Linked DNA regions of Mus musculus: region 1 is linked to region 2. A link is a contact called in public Hi-C data. All regions are on one chromosome and are shown on one strand. The core of a region is the stretch at or near the end of the contact, and the rest is flanking DNA. Distances in the headings are between cores, read along the strand shown.

The links. Hi-C and Micro-C count contacts between places; a contact is called where the count stands out from the background.
Region 1: a Hi-C map of Th1 cells shows a contact between it and region 2, with 1.9 times the contacts expected there. The contact joins two enhancer-like sites. A contact is called at or near these places in 1 of 39 promoter capture datasets (liver), 7 of 484 Hi-C or Micro-C datasets (the 63-12 cell line, B cells, CD4 T cells and 3 more), 4 of 115 datasets of contacts at active chromatin or transcription factors (embryonic stem cells, extraembryonic endoderm stem cells, large pre-B cells and 1 more) and 2 of 9 other capture datasets (adipose tissue and liver).

The regions. Positions count from the first base shown.
Region 1 is chr6:22,373,933-22,380,863 of GRCm38.p6, forward strand. No RefSeq gene overlaps it. Among named protein-coding and RNA genes, the nearest start is that of Gm38773, 15 kb to the right of the region's middle. Within about 2 kb of position 4,764, at least 56 of the 459 cell types and tissues checked have an H3K27ac peak or open chromatin away from gene starts, as enhancers often do. A contact at or near this core is called in Th1 cells, where this site is marked.
Region 2 is chr6:22,327,945-22,335,257 of GRCm38.p6, forward strand. Fam3c (family with sequence similarity 3, member C) reads right to left here. Exons shown (of 10, transcript NM_138587.4): 4 at 1,635-1,664; 5 at 611-734. Among named protein-coding and RNA genes, the nearest start is that of Fam3c, 24 kb to the right of the region's middle. Within about 2 kb of position 2,852, at least 62 of the 459 cell types and tissues checked have an H3K27ac peak or open chromatin away from gene starts, as enhancers often do. A contact at or near this core is called in Th1 cells, where this site is marked.

The DNA.
Region 1 (6,931 bases), core at 3,514-6,013, 48 kb after region 2:
CTATTTTATTTATGTGTATGGGTGTTTTGCTTGCATATACGTCTGTGTACCACATGCCTTCCTAGTGCCCACAGAGCCCAGAAGAGAGCCCAGATTGTCTAGAGCTACTACTGTAGACAGTTGTAAGCTGGCGGTGGGTGCTGAGAGTCAATGAAGAATAGCCAGTGTTCTTAACCACTGAGCCATCCACCCAGCCCCCCAAATAAACCTTCATAACGAAGGAAAAGGAAGAAGAGGAGAGAGAAATTGGTGTCGGCAACAACTACCTACCAGCCAGGAAGGGAGCCCTCACCAGGAAATCAAATTCTCTGACATTTCAATCATGGATGCTCAAGCTATGAGAAATAAACCCCCGAGTTTAACACACCCACTCAGTGATATTTCTTATGGCCACAAAGATCCATGAGTTAGAGACATGGTCCTGGCTTGTGCTTTTGGGAATGATGGGACATTTCAGAGCCTAGTAGGTCTTTAGGTCATTGCAATGCATTCATGTCCTTGATGGGACTCAGTCCTTACTTCTTCCTCTCTGTTCTCATTGTTCTGGTTAGAGGTGAGCAAATGCAATACAATATACCCTGGTGGGTTATTATGTGCTACAAGCCCAAAGCAGTGCAACGCATCACGGACCTGAAAGTTCTACAGCTGTGAACCAAAGTAGATATTTTTCTTTGTTAGTTGATTGTGTCGAGTGTTTATTGTAGCAGAAAACTAACTAAAACACAAGAGAAAAATTGATTAAGGAAGATTAAAAACTGGCCTGGAGCCATGGTTCAGAAGTTAAGGGTGTGTTCTTCTCTTGCAGAGGGCCAAAATGCAACTCCTTCACCAACATTAGATAGTTCACAAGCACCTGTAATTCTATATGTGATGCCTCTTGCTATTGAGACTCTTGGCATTCACACTCACATACTCTGATATAGACTCTGACACATATACACAAAGCTATAAATAACAATGGAATAAATCTTCAAAATGCATTAAACACGTGTAAACACTTGTAGAAAATTGCTTCAAGAAGTACAAAGGAGCAGATGTGGTGAGATCAAACATCCTCTGCCAGTGTGGTGCTTGCAATGCTGTAGAAAGGGAGTGTGGTGGTTGCGCATTCAATTTTCAAACCCACGCTTCATCTAGGTCTCTTCCATCACATGTGAGCCTATTGTAAGACTTGCCCTAACCTAGCAGCAGGGGCAAGAATAACAGTCAGAAGAGAAGCAAAGAGGGGATAGAGAAAACATTCATTTAAAAAAATATATAGCCTCAGGTCTGAACCTAGACCTATGAGTGGCAATTTTTAGTTCCGTGAACTTGGAAATGTAATTAACCTCTCTGGCCCTTAAGTAAAATGTAGATAATATAAACTGTCACATTGTGTTCTAAGGACTGAATAAAATACGTACTTACAGTGGGGCTATTTGGACTTTGGTCATGTAAGATCTCTTCCTGTCAAGGTCAACTCTTCTATTACTCCAGATGATGTAAGAAGAGTGTCAATCATAGAACCCTACCATATGATCTCAATGGTAGGACACTTACAGAGGCTAAGATAACCAAAGCTTCTTACCAGAAATTCAAGTCTCCAACAGGAACTCATCAACCTGGGTACATCCTTTGAGAGTTGCTGTTATTGAGATCCAGGGAACCATCTGGATTGATGTCCTTTTTTTTTTAGACTTGGTTGTTCAGTTTCCCTTCAGAGTCTGTTACTAACACAGCTTTCCTAGGCAAGCTTCTTGTCCACTGTTCATTGCTTCTGACTGATGAGCCCACAGTGTAGAAAATCAACTGACCAGCAGAACGGTTAGATAGTTAACACTTAACATTCTCTTTATTATGAGAACAGAATATTTTTGGTGTTCAGTGTGGGGAAACTAATGAGCTGAGTCATTTTAATTGCAGAATATTGTCTTAACATGGCAACTTGCCCACTTCTGTTATGGGATGCTGTGAACTTTCCTCTGAGAAAAATAGTATAGTACCTGGGCATGGCCGAACACACGGTTGGTTAATGTCAGCACTCAGACTGCAGAGAAACAAGCTGATTTCTGTGAGTTTAAGGCCAGCCTGGTCTACAAAGTGAGTTCTAGGACCGTAGTGGAAACTTCTAGATCTTTGGAAATTTAGTTATATCAAATCATGTTTTGCTGGGCCACACAGGTGAGACAAACACATGACACACTGTTTTCCTGAGGCAGACACAGGTGAAAGGATGTTTGGATATAGCAAACACATGAAAGGACACTCGATGAAGGAGTATAAATATGACCGCACAGACAGTGGGAGATGAGCACTGAGCCTTAGTTTGGTTTGCTCCGATTTGCTATTCCTTGCTAAAGACGTGCATTTATTGGTTCACCTTACATAGTGTTGTTGCGCTTAACTTGTGATAACTCTGATAATGGCGACATTGAGAGAAGAAACTCACCCAAGGCGGGGTGTGGTGGCGCATGCCTTTAATCCCAGCACTTGGGAGGCAGAGGCAGGTGGATTTCTGAGTTCGAGGACAGCCTGGTCTACAGAGTGAGTTCCAGGACAGCCAGGGCTACACAAAAAATAAAAAAAGAAATAAAAAAGAAAGAAAGAAAGAAAGAAAGAAAGAAAGAAAGAAAGAAGAAAGAAAGAAACTCACCCAAGAACTTCTTCTGAGGTCCCTGTGGTAGCTTGCCATTTCTACAGCCTTACCTAAGGCTGGTTGGCTGCTGTTTCTTCAGATTGAACTACATTTGCCCATTTATGCCTGAAAGGACTGGACTGTAGCTGCTGGTTCGTGCCTGTTGTCTGCCTGCCTAGAGAACTGGTCTGCAGCTGCTAAGTCCTATTTGGTGTTTTGCTACTGCACTGAACTGCTGAGAAAGAAGATGGAGCTCAACCCCAAAGAACTATGGCTGAGCAGGTCTGTTGCCTGTACCGTGGACAGGTCCTCCCTACCCGCTTCCACACACACACAAACCCTACCTGCCTTTGGGGGATTGGAGGTGATTTAGTGCAGAGTCAATGACACAGACTTCAGGATCAGGTGAGAAACGCTGCAGCAAGCTCATCTGAGCACTGCTGAAACTGTCTTTAATACCCTCCACCCACGCTCCCATTGGTCCAAGAAAGCATCTCTTTTAAACAGCAGTTCCTGATTGGCTAGCATCATTTGCACCAGCAATCCTTGGTCTCTCAGTGAGTCCTCCATTAGGTCCTCCTGAAGGAGATGCTTTTGTGGCCGTGTGGGCCCCAGCATTTACATAGAGGCAGCCCCGCCATTTCTGCTCCACAGGTCCACTTCTTCCATATCCTAATAACTTTTCTCATCCACCACCTTTGCTGGGTAGTGGGCTAGAGGAGAGGTTAACCCGTTATTAAAAGTAGGTTGCAAAAAGTTTATGCCTACATAGGACATACAGGCAGCAACCCTGCCTGGAAGAAGAGAAGGAGGAGGAGTGTAGGGGGGTGGAGAGAATGAGAAGAATGAAGAGGAAAGATGAAGAAGAAAATAAAAGAAGCTGGCAGCAATGGCGTGCACCCTTTAATCCCAGCACTCGAGAGGCATTGGCAGGCAGATTTCTATGAGTTCAAGGCCAACCTGGTCTACAGAGGACAGCCAAAACTACAGAGAGAAACCCTGACTTGAAAAACCAAAAAGAAAAAAAAAAAGGAAGGAAAGTAGAAAGAAAGCTAGTATAGTGTAGCTGAGGACTCCATGACAGGAGTTCAAGGGTCGGCTCTTCTGCTCTCCATCTCATGATGTTGCAGACTCATCTGGCTCCTCTAAGTTGTTGTTCGTGTATAAGAATGTATGTTGCTCCTGAATTGGTTCTGAGCACTACTCTAGCTCTAAATCAAGTTTCTGTATATGTAACATTATTTTCATTTATCCTCACCTTCAGGACAATAAATATGGGTTCTATTGGTTTCTCAGAATCACGCTAGCTACACTGAGCAGAGAAATTAGGCTCACACTTAAGAACTTTGCTCTACTGTCTTCTTTAGGTAGAATGCTGGGAAACTACCCTCACTTCTTATACTTCTGTTCAAATCATCTAAAACGCCTCCCCTAAACTCCTGTGTACTGGTTCCTGTTCCATCCCTTTCTGTCTGAATATCTCATTTTTTTTTCAGAGATGTATTTATTTTGGTTTTAAGCATATGAGTGTTTGCCTGCATGTGTTTGTGTGTGTATATGAGTACACACACATGCATCATATACTATATATATATATATATACACACATATATATATATGCATGTATGTGCATCACATGTATATATATATATATATGTATATATATATATATATATATATGCATGTATGTGCATCACATGTATGCCTGGTGCCCACAGAAGCCAGAAGAAGGCACCAGATCCCCTGGAGTTACGGTTAGAGCCAGTTGTGAATTGCTGAGTCAGTATTGAAAACTAAAGGTGCTTTGCAGGAGCAGCAAGTGCTCTTAACTGCTGAGCTATTTCTCTATCCCCCCTCTATTTTGCTACAGAAAACCATGGGGAGAAGCTGGCATCATGTTAAGTATATATACTTAACTGCGTCTTGTGTGGGTTATCTCTGCCACCCAGCAAGTATACACTTCTGTCTTCCTTCTTTGCTGTACTTAACCTCTTTCTCTGTCTCTGTCTCTGTCTCCCCCCGCCCCCATCTCTCCTCTCTCTATCTTTCCACTGATCCTCCACTTTTATTTGAGATGAGGTCATTGTTTTACTCAACACAAACAGAAACCGGCAGTGAGTCATTCCTCTAGTCTCCATACCACATAATCTACCTCGCTCCAGTAACTGAATCAGACCTCTGAACCTAACCCTGTCTTGCAATGAGAAGTGATGCTAACGTTTTCTCAAGGGCCTGTGCCTTGCTGTTAAGGCTGTCTTTCTCAGCCCTGGGTTTGTATGTGGCTTTCTGTTTTTGCTTCTCAGGAACCTTGGTCATTCACTTACTCAGCCATGCTGGCTCACTCATCTCTTTCCCTCTGGATATGTTTACCGGCACACACATCTTCTCCAGTATCCTCTATTTAAGAACTATCTTTCCCTTCAAAAGCGTTACCCTCTGGTCCTCTCTCCCTTTCCTCACCATGCATGAGGTTTGGTTTCCAGGCTAGCTTCTGCGGCCACACTTTATTCAGTGTGGTCCTTCAGTGCTGGCCACTCTGTCTATCCTCTGTTGTGTTGACCTGTGCTTGCCTTGAGTTGATCGTGTTCTGTTTTGTATTCTCTTCTCTGGCTTCCAGGATGGTTTGGTTTGTTTGTTTGTTTTTTATTTTTTTGTTTTGTTTTGTTTTGTTTTGTTTTTTCTACAAGTTGTAAATATTTAATTCAGAGTTTGGGCTTGAGCTTCCAGGATACTTCATTTTCTCTCAATTTATGGATGGTCCTTGTGCTGATGAAGTTTTGGTTTTTTTTGTTTTTTGTTTTTTTCTCACCATGACACAAGCTATAGAAAACAGCTTCATCAGTTTGGCCTGTAGTCAAAACTGTGGGGAATTTCCTAGATTGATGTGGGTGGCCCAGCCCACTGTGGCCAATGCCACCTCTGGTTAGGTAGGTGGGTGGTACTGTGTTTGGATGAGAAAGGAGCCTGAGCAAGCCATGGAACGCAATGCAGTCAGCAGCACTCAACCTTGGCCTCTGCTTTAGTTCCTGCCTCCAGGTCCCTGCTCTGCTTCAGTTCCTGCTTTGGCTTCCCCCAATAATTGACTGCAATTAAGATGGGTAAGCCTTCTTCCTCTAGTTGCATTGATCTAGTTGCTTTTTCTTTTTCTTTCTTTCTTTCTTTTTTTTTTTTTTTTTGAGACAGGGTTTCTCTGTTTAGCCCTGGCTGTCCTGGAACTCACTTTGTAGACCAGGCTGGCCTCGAACTCAGAAATCCACCTGCCTCTGCCTCCCGTGTGCCACCACGCCCGGCTTTTTTAAGGATTTTTTTTTTTTTTTTTTTTTTTTTTTTTTTTTTTTGCTTTTTCTTATCACCACAACAGGAACCAGATTAATATAGTTCTTCCCTGCCTTGCTCCAAGCTTCTTATCTATCTGAAGGTTTAATTGCTTTGGAATTTTGGTCTGAACAATTTTCTTTATGTACATAGTATCCTTGAGCAATCTTACCAAGTCATTTGGCTCTAAGACAATCTAAACATTGCTAGGGAGTTAGTTTTTGGTCATAATAAAGTACCCAAAATAGTGAAATTATTGCATCTGGCACAGCTTAGCTCTCACAACTCTGGCTAGCAGCCTGAAGGAAATGAAGAGAGAACAGATATGCAGACACACAAACAATGAAACTGGGATCAGGTGGGGTCCTCCAGAGGCGCAACCAGGATCCTCAAACCCATTTCTCAGGTAGAGCCCAGGGGGATGGGTAGGGTAGTCTCAGCCAGATGCCTCTGCAAGTAAGCAGTCTCCTGCTGTAACATCTGGGAGGAGGGGGAGGAGGGTGCAGTTGCTAGCCATTGCACACATTGATCAATCATTCATAACACTCAGACTTCCAAGGAAAGCTTTGCTGTCCCTGACCTGTATGGGTACTGGCTTTGCCTTTCAGTCCTTGACAGACTGCCCGTGCATACTCAGAACTTCACTCGCGCAGGGCTCCCCTCTCCCTGTGTATGAGGAGGAAAGAGTTCTTTTGGCTCAGAGTTTCTGTGACTTCCAGCCCATAGTTATATGTCACTGTTGTTTGGACACTTGAAGGGAGAGAGGGAGAGGATGAAGGAGGTGGGGAGAAGAGAAGAGTGTGAAGGGGCCAGGGTTGTCAGAGGGACATCAGCATTCCAATATCCTCTTAAATGTCAGACCGCCCATGACCTGATGTCTTCCCACTATGCCCTACTTCTTCAGGGTTCTATTATCTCCTAACAGAGCCTCAGGCTGACAGCTGATACATGGTCTTTGTCTTAGTTACTTTTATGTTATTGTAATAAAATATTATGACCAAA
Region 2 (7,313 bases), core at 1,602-4,101:
TTTCTGGGCGATCGGATGAAGAGCAGCTAAAAGCAGGCTTTGCAATGTCAGAGGCAGGAACTTGTGACAGCTGACAAGGCATGATGACAAGCCAACGAGCATTGGTGTAGAGAGCACTGCAACTCGGGAGTCACTCAGCTCATCCCAGAGCCGTGTGAGCGCAAGGGGCTTGACCTCCAGGTCATGTCACACCTCAGCAAGCAGCGCCACCCAAGCATCTGGCCTAGGATGTAAGGCATGCATTGCTCTGGGTAGAGCTGTCAATGGGACTTTGCTCTGGCACAAATGTTTTCTGTATGAGATGTGTGGTCAACAGCCGTGTGGTGGAGACACTGAACAGTTGAACTATACCAACTAGAGAAATGTTTTTATTTTAATGATTTTAAATGAGTTAATTTTTTTTCTCATACTTAAGAATCAAATGAAACAGCCACCTGCATCCTACACAAAGTCAGATAAATGCAGGTCTCTTTGTCACAGGGGAGAAAAAAAATCATACAGTGATAACCAGAATTACTGGCTGTTAGCAAAAGCATTTCAGAACGCCATGACAGTCCACGGTCTGTCACTCAATCCACGACCTTCGAGCTCTGAGCCATCCGATACTCACACATTGTCCTCCAGGCAGATCTTGGGTCCCACGACATTGGCTGCTCCACTAGCCATCTTAAAAGCAAAATGCTTCTCTGGGCACGCCTTTGAGATCCCACACTTGTACCTCGGAGGTTTCGTAGCTTTGGGGAGAAGAGAAATACGTTTGAGATTCTTTAGAAAACAAATTAATTAAGATTTCAGATAATTTTAGATCTCAAACTATATACACGAAATCACATATATAAGACATTAAGGTATACCTAGTTAGGGGCTAGAGGTGGGGGTTCAGCGATTAGGAGTACTGGCTGCTTTTCCAGAGGACACAGGTTAAACTCCCAGCAGCCACATAATCAACCATCTATAACTCTAGTTCCAAAGAATCAGATGCCCTCCCAGCATCGTTGAATATCAGGAACACACGTGGTGAGCATACATCCATGCAGGCTGTACACCACACATACTTTAAAAATTAATTAAAAAGGCGAGACACACATTCTTTAATAAACTATAAATAAATAAAAACTTTCAAAATCTGTCAGAATGTTTTTCTCTAAGAGTATCAAAAGAACAAGAAGAAAGGCAAAGCTTCCAATATAAAAAGGCTCCCTTATTCAGACCCTCGTGAGGAATGAGCTAACCTGACAGAAATGGATCGTGCCATATGATCTTGCTCAGCAAGGCAGATTTTACTTAATCATTCTGGAAGTTAAATTTCAGGGTGCCTGAGGCTTTTTAATTGGCTCCTTTGCATTGTCTAGTCCAAAGCCAGGATCAGTGAAAGCTCAGTCCTTCCATCCATCCAGGTATCAGCGGCAGCAGACTCCTCTATTCGATAAACATCGTCTGTGCTTACGCCATGGGTCAGAACCCAAGTGAAGAGCAAACGCCCAGTGGGAATGAAGAGCCTATGACAGTAGGACATCCAACACAACTTGTCTCCTTCAGGGTTTGTTCACAACCTGCCCACACTCGTTGGATAAAAGCTTTCCAATGAACACACAGGATAAAGTACTTATAAAACACCAAGATGAGAGACTTACAACGAATGGCTGAGTCCAGCGCGGATCGAGCTAAGGAGAGAAACAGTTAAGACTATTAGAAAGCACAGGCCCATTGGCAATGACCTACTTTCAACATATTAAAGCTTCTAATAAGCCTAAGCAATGTGTGTGTGAATGACTGCGCATCTACATCACAATATCACTTCAGAGAAGCAGTTACCTGCCCACTATGTAATTCATTATGGGCAAGTGTGTGCTGAAATCCTGGAGAAGCTGTGTTTTATTAGTGAAATGTCATTTTAAACATTCTATTTGATTATTTACTGCAAATTTGGATCCTACTCAAAAAGTCAGCCTGAAAATATATCTTTAAAAGACTACAGTGTGTGTTGATGAACATGATAATATTTAAATGATGCTGCTTCTGCTGCCACGGCTGCTGCTGCTGGCCAGTGCTGGGTACCCACACAGCCCTGGAGAACGTTCATAAACCCATCTTGGGGGGCGGGGAGGGTTGCAAGGCTTTGGAAGTCCAAAGAGGTAAAAGTTGGGGAACCTGAATTTCTCAGAACAAAAGTGTACTGGTTGGCATAATGATATTAATGCTGTTACTAAGAGTTTACTTCATCAGTTCAAGGAAGGGCAAAGGTCAGCTCTTAGCCCCCACAGTGGGTCTCAACTGTCCTCCTTCACAGTTACGCTTGGCGCTCTGTAACACTCCAGTGTCTGATCCCAGTCCAAGAAATGTGGACAGGGACCATCAAAGTACTGTGGGCAGCTGGCTCCTGCTTTGGCAAATTAGTACACAGTGAAAGAAGCTGGCCAGCTGTCTGACTATAAATAGACACTTAAGTTTTTACTTCTGTACTATTTTTGATAACTGTGAGTTTCCTGCAAGTCTACTATTCAAATGATAGAACAGAAAGTTAAAGCTGAAAGGGAGTGGCGAGGTATTTTAAGAGAAGAAACCAAGTCAGAGGCTTCAACTCTCAGAACACTTAGGAGAATATTATACACCACTAAAGTCACACAGCTGGAATGCAGGGAAAGAGTAATGCCCTGGACACAGCACAACAGCCTCCCCAACTCCATAACCCAGGCACAGAAATGATTCCCAAGGAAAGACAGCCACGAACAAGCAAATAACAAGCAGAAAGGGGGAGGGGTAAAAGGAGTGGAGCAAGCACACACGCAGGTGCTGCGGTTTCCCTAGCTCACTCTTTCCATTTCCTGGTATAATTACAGAGATCAGATCCGATGCTTTCGCTCTTTCGAATGAGAAAACTAACCCCCAGAACTAAGTCAGCAATGTGCAGGCTAGACACGCTCAACCTCAGTCTGTCTTTAAGAAGAAAAACGATGTGAAGGTGCAATGGGTAGCGGCAGGCTTGACACCAAGCCGGGTGTTCCCAGCATCCAGACGCTGGAAGGAGAGACCTGACTCTCCCAGGTGGTCCTCTGACCTCCACTCATGCGCCATGAACACATGTACCAACACACATATACAAATATGTTTACACACACACACCACACTAATAAGCACAGTTAACAAAAAAAGCAATTAGCTGGCTGAAGGTGGCACACGCCTTTAATCTCAGCCCTCAGGAGGAAGAGACAGGTAGACCTGAGTTTGAGGCCAGCCGGGTCTACAGACTGGATAGCCAGAGCTACACAGAGAAACCTTGTCTCAAAAAAGCACAAACCAAACATTATTAATTAACTAATTAATTAGTTAAAGAAAAGAATATATCACCAGACTCAGGTGTTTAAATTTCTAGAAAGGAGTACTGTTAAAATCAGGAATTCCACTCTCCCTGACCCGTGCTGGGCTAATTAGACGGCAGGTCATCTGATCTATTATGGTAATAGGGAATGGGAGAGGAAGATCAGAACAGAACTAAATAATTCCACTCTTTCCTATGTGTTAGCTCTGTCAAGTACTTCTTGGTGATTACTGACATGGTCATCGCGTTTCAGATATAAGGAAACGGAAGACAGAGCAGTTAACTCGTGTGTGTTTTAGGTCATAATTGTGATTGGTGGAGCTAGCTTCTATTTTTTAGTGTATGTTTAATTTCTCATTACATTTACTTATTGAGGTGTATGCATACAATGTAATGTGTATGCATATGTTGTATATGTATGGATACGGGCGTGCCAAGGGACACACGTGGAAATCCCAGAGGACAACTTACAAGAGCCAGTTCTCTCCTTCTACCATGTGGGTCCTAGGAATTGAACTCAAGAAGTCAGGCTTGACGACAAGCATTGTTTCCCTGCTGAGCAATCCTGCTGGTCCCAAACAGAATCATCTCATATAGCACTCAGGCTGGCTGCACCACTCACTTCTAAAGGGTGACTATGAGCAGACAGATCACCAGTCAGTCCCAGAGCACAGTGGCAGGGTAGGGACCTTTACAGTTAACTCTTCCAGAAAATGAGATGTGGTGACTTTTTTTTTTTTAAGTAGTCTCAGAGAAGGAAGGGCAGAGTAACTCTAGGACCGGGGAGCTGGCTTCGTGGTTATGAGCACTTTTGTTGCAAAGGACCTGGGTTCCACTCCCAGCACCCACCTGGAGGCTCACCACACCCTCAGGCACCATGTATAAGAGTACTGCAAAGACGTAACATGTGGGCCAAACACCCACATACATGAAACAGTAGAAATAAATGTCTAAAAATTTGAAAACAATCAGATCATTTTGCTGGTTACATTTCAGATGCCAGATCTGTAATTGCTACTTAGTTAAAGACAACGGCCTGGAAATCTGTTTGTGAGTCATCGGGCTTCAGGGTAAATCGCCCTCCGTGGAACATGTGTTAGCTGATGAGAGGCTTGAAGGGAAAGCCATTCTCAAGAAGCACTTCTAGACACGGTTAGTTTACTTGTATCCAAAACCCATCAAAACCGAAAGATTTGTCCCCAGGGCTGCAATTAGGAGAATGTAAACCTGCAGGTAGCAGATGACCTAATTTTCATGAATACGGGTGATTGCTAAAGTGTCAGGTGCAAGCCCAGCCTGGAAGACAAGAGCCTCTCTTCACCTGCATGGTTTACTTCTGACTCTAGGTGATAACCCCGATCTTTCATTTCTTTTAGATAATACATCAAGAGATGGACACACCCTGCCTGATTTCATCAGACTTCCATGAATGTCCTTCAATTAAGTCAGACTATAGGATTAGAACTAAGTTGTACCTAAGCTTTTAATACTGTCTTAACTACCCCATATATGTTGTACTTACCAATGGCTTAGACATAGAAGTCTAAAAATAATTACATCCACAAATTCACTGCAGCAATATCTGCAGTGGTAACCTGGACTTTGTTCAGCTCTGTACTAGTTAAAGGCCCATGCTGAAAACTAACCCCGCATTAAATCAGGGCCAGGAACATGACTAACAGACTGTACAAGTCCCTGTCCAGCCTGTGAATGGGTGGAATTCTAAAGCAAGGGTATCCAGGGTCTCTGCGTATTATTTTTACAAATGGAGCGTGACTTGATAATTCCTTCAAGATTAAGTCTTATTTAAAAAAACTAGTGTTTGTGTATTTGGGAGTGGGACATGCTGGGGACTAAATCTAGATATGCTAAGCAAGGTAGTCCTCACTTACCACTGAGCTACACCCCCATGCCAAAACACTTCATTTAGGAGATTATAGTTTTTAGTTGTTGTGGTTCTTTGCCTTTTAATTTTTATTTTATTCTTTTACATCACAATCTACCTTGGTAGTTTCAATTATTAACTGTGGGCACATTTTTCATTCTTCCTGTCTGGAAATGTCTGTTTTATTTTTCTGAAACACTATGATATAAAGAGCTTGAGACAACGAGCTAGGTTTAGTGAGTGCATGTCTTTAAGCCCAGCACTTGGGAGGCAGAGGGAGGCAGATCTGAGTTCAGGGCCAGCCTGGTCTACAGAGTGAGTTCCAGGACAGCCCAGGCTACATAGAGGAAATCCTGTCTCAAGAAAAGGAACAAACAAATAAAGTTTGGGTTCTTTTCCTTTTCTTCATTTGTCTTGTTCAACTTCAATATGATGACTTTTGTTTTATCTTACTATATTTTATTTTGTCAGGTTTGGTTGCTACCTTTTAGAAGCCTGTTCTTTTCAAATGCAAGACAGAAATGGGGTGGGTGGATCCAGATGGGAAGAGTGGAAAGAAGGAAGTGGAAGGAGTAGAGGGAGGGGAAACTGTAATCAGGATGTATATTGTACGAGAAAATACTCTACTTCCAATAAAAAGAAAAAGGTGACCTGTTCAAGCTATTAAGTTATCACAAAGGACAGCAGAAAGGGAACTCACCGATGAGTAAACTGTAGTGACCACTATGGGTAACTAGACACCAGGTTCCAGAAACCAACCAACACAGATTCAACCCAATGACATTTGCTAAATTAAGTTGGATGCTAAATAAATGGTTATGAGCGCTAATATATTCTAAACAAGAAGTAAAGCAAACCCCACAATTAATATTTGCACCAGTTCAATGTAGACTGACATCCAATATAGATAAAAGGCACTACAGTTACAAGAGTAAAGCAAATGCCTGCTCTATACAGTGCCAAAATCAAACAGGTAAAACAACACGATAAGAAGGTCCCTAGCAATATGAAACACCAGAATGGAAATTAGGGGAGACAAGTGTTCTAGTTAAAGTACTAGACATGGGCTCATTCTAACTGGAAGCCACATCCCAGATACCATGATGCTCTGAAGAGTATTGACACAAGAGGCTAAGTGCTGGTGTGTAGCAGAATCTTTAGATGCAAGAGGAAGTGAATTAAGTGTTAAGAGTGGATGTGGGTCTGTAACACAGCACTTGTCTGGTATATACAAAGCCCTGGATTGGACTTGCAATGACTCAGAAGAGAGAACTGTACAGTGGGCAAGGCTACACAGTAAATTCTGAAACGGCCTGCAGTGCCATAGGAAAACCAGAGTACACTTCTAGAATAGGAAAATCTGAAAACCAAGAATATATAGAACTGTATAAAATAGCACTAAATACACCTGGTTTCCATGTTGTTGAGGATTTGTAAACTCCTGAGTTAAGGATGTACACCACTAGCAGAAAACTTGCCTAGCATGTGCAAGGCCCTGGGATGGACCCTTAGCACTGAAACTGTAATCTGAGTTAAAGGACCTCGTATGGGTACATTTGCAACATAAAAACACTAAATATGTGGGCAAGAAATGAAAATCACTGGAGAAAAGAAAGAATAATATTAAGGACCAACCCTTACGATCCATTTCTCTAACCCTTATACCAACTAGATTTGGGTTCATTTTCAAGCAGTTAACTCAAATGAAGAAAGAATTTCAACATAGCAGCGTTGTCTTTTCTACAGTGAACACTCCAGAGCCATGATTAAAGTTTCTCATCATGTAGAAAATAGTCTTTAAATATGTTTAAAATATCAAACAAAAACAAAAATCGATTGCTTAGACATTTATGTTTTTATTCTTAGATAGTTTTTGGTTTTTAGACTACTGGACTGAATGACATTCGCCCAGATAATAATTCTTTTCTAGACAGACAAAGCATTAGTAAACCCATGCTGGGAACTTACACTTTGGGCAGTCATGGTAAGAATAAAACAGGGACACAAGGCACATACCTAGCCAACATCAAATTAAATGGAGACAAACTTGAAGCAATTCCACTACAAACAGGGACAAGACGAGGCTGTCCATTCTCTCCGTGTCTCTTC